Linked DNA regions of Danio rerio: region 2 is linked to region 1. The links are chromatin contacts, called in public Hi-C maps. All regions are on one chromosome and are shown on one strand. Each heading gives the region's core, a stretch centred on a gene start, on an enhancer-like site or on the middle of the called end of the contact. The rest is flanking DNA. Distances are from core to core; before and after follow the strand shown.

Region 1 (3,204 bases), core at 258-2,757:
AGGAATTATTTTTGGTTCCCCATCTTTAGTTTTTTAGTACTTTCAAATGTAGCTATGATATTTTCTAATGATAAGCACGAAAACATTATTTCATTGCATATTTAGCCTTTACAAAACTCTCGCCAATAAATTATCCTTCACAAAACAAAAACATCATTAGTTGTATTAAATTATTACAGTAATGTTTTAATATATTAATGTTAATTATATTAATTATATTATGGTCATTTCCATCATTGGTTTTTAACAAAATTTACTAATATTCATAAGATTGTAGTTAGTTTTTTTATTCTTTTCCTTATTTTTTTCAAGAAAACATTTGCATTTAATGATGAACACGTCCATCCCTTTACAACCACAGAGTACCCATCTTCTGTTGGCCACTTCCAGCAAGATAACGCGCCCTGTCATAAAGCACAAATCATCTTAGACTGGTTTCTTGAACACGACAACGAGTTCATTGACCTCAAATGGCCTCCACAGTCACCAGAACTCAGTCCAATAGGCTCCCATTTTGGCTAAGCTGGTCACGTTGGTCTTATCTGGTTTTATCTACCAGCCTGACCAGCTAAGACTAGGCTGGAAATGGCTGAAACCAGCCAACCAGCCTGGGCTGGTTTGAGCTGTTTTTTTTTTCTGCAGGGTTTGAAATAAATTGGGTAAATCGTGATAGCATTTTAATTTTGGAGTGAACTAACCCTATAGAGTCAAAACTATTTCCTCATAAAGCAGAATTTCCAGCCTATTGTGTGAGAAAGTGTCTCTAAAAGCCACAAAAACACCATAAAATGATTGCCTGTATTATTGTGCAAATTAACTTAAAACTCCTAATTTATACACTAGATGGCAGCATTTAATCATCTCTGATTGTGAAAGCATTCACTCTAATAGCATATCTTTATACCACTGCTGTAAAAGAACTTCCATATACTAATCCTAAAGGCTTATTTAATAACAATTTCACCATCTGTTTCACCTGTTTGATTGTGTAAATTTACATTTTTAACAGTCCCTTTTGAACCCAAATGAAGGTCTTGTTTCTGTGTCTTTAAAAGGGATGTTGGACTATATTGGGAAGTATGCGGACATGAATGGAATGTTCTAGAGGAGTGAGAGGAACACAGCGGCTGTTATAGTCTCTACCCAGCCTCCCACAAATGTTATCATCTTAAACTTGTGTGAAAACTAATATCGCATTCTTTAGCTATTTGTCCAAGTATTAAAAGTTACATAAGTTCATGAGTTACTGTCTGAGGTTTCATTGACTCTTTTGGGTTAAAAAGGGTTTGGATCAATTCATCATTGTGTTAACTTTGCCACAAATTTTGCAACATTAAATAGATTAGTGAAGCAACAAATAGTCATGGTATATAATATATCTTTCCTGCTGTAATGTGGAGGAAGGTTATTATGAGATGCAGTGTGGTTCATCTAGGGTTGGTGGTGATTGATTTAATTGTTCATGTGTGCCTACAGGCAGTGTGTCCAACCAGGAGGTCTGACACATTTCATCAAACACTTACGTAACCCTGACCACATGGCTCGTGCTATCGGACTGAGCAATGACACGCTATGCTCTTTACAACAGCAGATTGTAAGATGACCCCAATCCTACTAGCCCCTTTCCTATTGTTTGAGAAATGCTATATAGCCTACATAATAAAAGTGAAATATTTGGAATAAGTAATATTATGAGTTATACATCATTTATTAACTAGTGTGCTAAAACGCTAATAACATTTTATGGTATAAGCTTATTGTATAGAAACTGGTCTAAAAATAGTCAATGTCTGTTTTTGAAATAGCATATATAGTACCGATATGCTAGCCGAGAAGTATGTCTGAATTCGTAGGCTGCGTCCGAAATCGCATACTTCCTTACTATATAGTACGCTAAAAACAGTATTCAAGCTGAGTGGTATGTCCAAATTCTTAGATTTCAAAAATTAGTATGCGAGAAATACCTGGATGACCTACTACTTCAGGTGAAATTCTGAAGTGTGGATCCTCTGCGTTGAGTTTCTTTGGGAGTATTTTTTCTGAACGCTAGATAAAACTCGCTCATTCAGAGGCAGGAATTAGCGGACGTGCAACAACTTTAATCATAAGGTAAACGCAAAACAAAAGTTTCCATCTGAAGCTCTTTCATGGGACTCGCCACTTGTAAACGCTCGTTTTCATCCGGCTTGCGGCTCTTAGCACAGCCCACACTCGTTAGCGCTACCAATCACAAAGTTTGCGATATGTGTCGTTGAGACGTGTAGTTACATTTTTTGAGAGGTGCACGTTGGCGATGCCCATGGCCACAGCGAGGGGTATGAATCTGCGTGAAGGCTGCGCTGGACAATATGTGTGTGCTTGACATGTACTTTAATGAAACTAACTTTTTACTTAAAAAAAAAAAAAAATCTCTTTCTTTAAACTTTTTTTCACCTAAAGTTGTATTGATGGAGGTTTTTATGCTTACTAAGTCTGCATTTATTTGATTTAATTGAGCAAAAACAAAATTGTGATGTACTGTATTATGATGCAAGTGGCGTTGCGAGGGGGTGGGGGGGTGGGGATGGGGGGGGGGGGGGGGGGGGGGGGGGCTTTGGGGGCTTAAGCCCCTGATGTGTTGTCAAAAGCCCCTGATCTTTTGCAATATGTTGCACTTAAATAAAAATATAAGTATATGTAATATATAAGTATATAATGGTGTATAACATTTAATTTGTTTTCTAAGTACTGCAAATTACCGCGTACATCACGCACATTCCACCTAACAGTGTTTGTGTCGGGTCAGCTGTTCAGCAGTACCTGTGTCTACCGGCAGGTGGGAGTGGCACTGTTGTCCTATGATGTTTAAAGAAATTCCGCCACTGCACTTCATTTATTCATTATTTTGAAGAGCTGAAGTTGATGATGTAATAATACAACTCTTTCGCGAAACTGAATAGTTATAACTACTAATAAAGCTTAACATTTGTTTTCACAGTATAAAATGTGTGTAGTTTTGGTGAAATAAAATAACTGTAATCAATAAAATGTGCATCATATCAATACATGCAAATTAGTCAGAAAAACGTAAATTGTTCTAGCTTTCTAGATATGATATAGATATCTAAGCTTATTTATCTAGATATGATATAGCCAGTCACATCTGTTTCTGTAATAGTTAAATCACAGTGAGTTCATGCATCTATAGCTACATTCTACTGTAAC
Region 2 (3,204 bases), core at 347-2,846, 67 kb before region 1:
GCCGCTCACTGGATATTTTTTTCTTTTTCAGAGCATTCTCTGTAAACCCTAGACATGGTTGTGTGTGAAAATCCCAGTAGATCAACATCTTCTGAAATACTCAGACCAGCCCATCTGGCATTAACAACCATGCCATGTTCAAAGCCACTTAAATCACCTTTCTTCCCCATTCTGATGCTGCAGCAGATCATCTTGACCATGTCTACATGCCTAAATGCACTGAGTTTGTGCCATGTAAATTGCTGATTAGAAATTTGCATTAATGAGCAGTTGGATAGGTGTACCTAACAAAGTGGCCGGTTTATTTGATTAAAAAAAATCACTGCCATTTTTGTAATATTTAAAAATGATATGATATTTAGTTTAGGGATGCAACGATTAACTGATTTCACTATTAACCGTGCTTTAATTAATCGTAAAGACTTCTAAACACAGCATTTCCCTTGCACGGAATGAAAATGCTGCAATTAAACAAAGTTATGCCAACTGTGCACTAGTTCTGAGTTTATACACTGAGGCTAATACACACGCATACTGGATTAACTATAGCTGAGACACCTAGCAGCAGTGGGCAGTTAACATATTGCATCTTTTTCGCACACAATTTTGCTATTTCCAATGGATGTGCGCGGCTTGTGCTCACATATAGGGAGCGACACACTCACGTCTTCCAGGCACACTCAGTTGAAAACCTCTCACGCTGCTGCGGCTTTCAGTGCATTGTAAACCAAAGATGTATACGACAAATTTTTATATAAACAATTAAAATGATTATGTATGTATGAACACAGATGATAACAAACAAATACGATTTATTTTAAATAAATTAATTTATTAATAAATATTTTTATTGTTCTGTCATTTATTTTAGTGTCAAATTACCTATATTAAAAGTCACTTATTTTAAAGTCCAAAGAGAGAAATTAACTATTGTTTGTTTTTATTATTTTATTATTATTTTGTGCTTTATTAGTTGGTTACTGAGCAGAAATAAATACCACTTTAATATATAAGGAGTTCATGTGATATTTTTTTTTCTAAAATAGTAGTGTTTTGAAATGAATGAATGCATAATAATTGTAATAACCATGATTATTCCTCAGACTATTACCTTACAACCAAAACCTATAATCATTGCATCCCTAATTCAATGTATATATGTGAAATTAAAACATGATCTCCTATATGGCATTTGCAGATATTTTCATGTACAGTATATTCGTTCATTTCAGTGTATTTGCTTTGTTTCAGTGATGGTAAAATGATATACCCACGCATGCGTAGCAAGTAACGTCTGAGTGCACGTGTAGTGTTTCTTTTTTCCATGACTTCATCATGACTTCACTTATGGCTTGTATACATAAGACATCTAGAAGCTTAATCATGCGCTGAGAGTTCTGGTTCCTCTGCCCCATATCATGAGCTTAAATGAGAGATGCCCCATTGGGATCCATTTATGTGATATGTATGTCAAACTCCAGCAAAATTTCACGCTGGTTTATCACAGACAGGGGGGATTTAGACACACTTAGACTGATGCACACATGTGAGTGTTGAGTGATTGGAGCTGGCGTTGCGCTCAACTGGAGGCTACCTCACACCTCAGGCATGACAGCTGGGGCCCTGTAAGCATTACATCATAGACTGATGTATCCGCATATCGCATGTCACTGGTGCTCCGACAACAAGCGCTATCAGCTCTAGCCCTCGCCTACTCTATACTCCATTGCTTTTGCACATATCCTTTGTTAAAGCCTTAAAGCATAGATTTTGTACATTGCATCAACACTCTATAAGCCACACATACAGTAATGTGATGTTCCTTTGTGTCACCTGATAAATAATCCTGCACTCTTATGATACATCTGCTCCCAACTAAACGTTTACAAGAGTCAAACTCACCCATAGAGAAGTTGCTCTTGAAACATGCTCAAAAGACTGCAGTTTCAAAGTTGTGAGTGATGCAGTTAAACCAGAATTAGTTAGCGCAAACCAGCCTGGACCTTACTTGGTCTTCTCAAGAGTTAAAGCTTTAAGTGTTTCACAAAAATCCAGCAGTGTTCTTAAGAACAGACACTGCAAATCTTTCCTGCAGAGCTATCACTGCGACTAGCATTTTGAGCATTTTTGTAGGCTGACGTCCTATTTTATTTACAAACCTAAAGTCTAACTCGTTTATCTATGTTCATTCATTCATTCATTCATTCAGCAAGTTTTTACACAGCGAATGCCCTTCCAGCCGCAACCCATCTCTGGGAAACGTCTATCTATGTGTTGAATAAATAAAGGAGTTAAGACTTTAAAAAATACTCCACATTTTTTGAAAATAGGCTAATTTTACAACTTTCCAAAAGATAAACTGATGTGTTTTACCATTTTTGCATTCCTTAAACAGCCCCTATTATGGGTTTTTAAAAATGACCTTCCAAGTAGTGTGTAACACAGCTCTAAGTAAAGAGAAATATCCAGCTAAGGCTTAAATCTGAAAGTGGACAGTTTTTAAATCTATTGATTTATTTATAAAAGAGTCAACTCGTAGTGCTTTAAATGAATCGTCTTGATAATGAGTCTTAAGCCGCTTCGGCTTGATCGGGACTCAATCCCCGCCCATTTGTTGCACGCGCAGACCTGGGAAAATTGAAACCTGCAGCCCCGCCCACAAACACTGTAGCAGATCCCGGTTGAATCAAGTCATGAAGACGCTGTGCTCAGCTGGATATTATTGGAAGTGTGAGGGGAAAGTTAGTGTTATTTTTTTCTACCCAAATATGAAACAGTGAAGAGTCAGTGGTTGAGGTTTATTTTTGCAAAAATGCCTCAGTGTTATCGTCCCAGCCTTGTGCTGTGTCAATGGGGGATTCGTCTGCCGTTTGTTAAAGGAAGGATCAGAAAAGACTATTGATGTGTGGGACTTTGTCAGAGCTTGACAAGAACTTTACAGTACACAGTTCATAGACCAGTTTCTTCCTCCATTTTACAAGTGTAAGTGTGATTAAAATGGTTGCCTCCTTGTTTTCTTTAGCTTGCAAATTATGTATTTAATTGTGTTTTGTTACTTGTAAATGATTGCTCTGTATCAGGTTAACTCTTTATATTCTCATATCGTGTCTAAACGTTGAAAACGCAATGCGTTCTGCTTTGTTTACGGATTTAAATGCGTTTGGGAGCTCGCGATCCACTGCTGTTTGTCATTGCTATTGCCAC

What was found. A called contact is a pair of places that touch in the nucleus more often than the background predicts.
Region 2: a contact with region 1 is called in a Hi-C map of embryo, with 18 times the contacts expected there. The contact joins two enhancer-like sites. A contact is called at or near these places in 3 of 18 Hi-C or Micro-C datasets (embryo and gastrula embryo).

Annotation. Positions count from the first base shown.
Region 1 is chr25:24,130,309-24,133,512 of GRCz12tu, reverse strand. All of the region lies in intron 1 of mob2a (MOB kinase activator 2a), which reads left to right. Among named protein-coding and RNA genes, the nearest start is that of mob2a, 23 kb to the left of the region's middle. Within about 2 kb of position 1,507, at least 22 of the 62 cell types and tissues checked have an H3K27ac peak or open chromatin away from gene starts, as enhancers often do.
Region 2 is chr25:24,197,518-24,200,721 of GRCz12tu, reverse strand. All of the region lies in intron 3 of dusp8a (dual specificity phosphatase 8a), which reads left to right. Among named protein-coding and RNA genes, the nearest start is that of mob2a, 45 kb to the right of the region's middle. Within about 2 kb of position 1,596, at least 21 of the 62 cell types and tissues checked have an H3K27ac peak or open chromatin away from gene starts, as enhancers often do.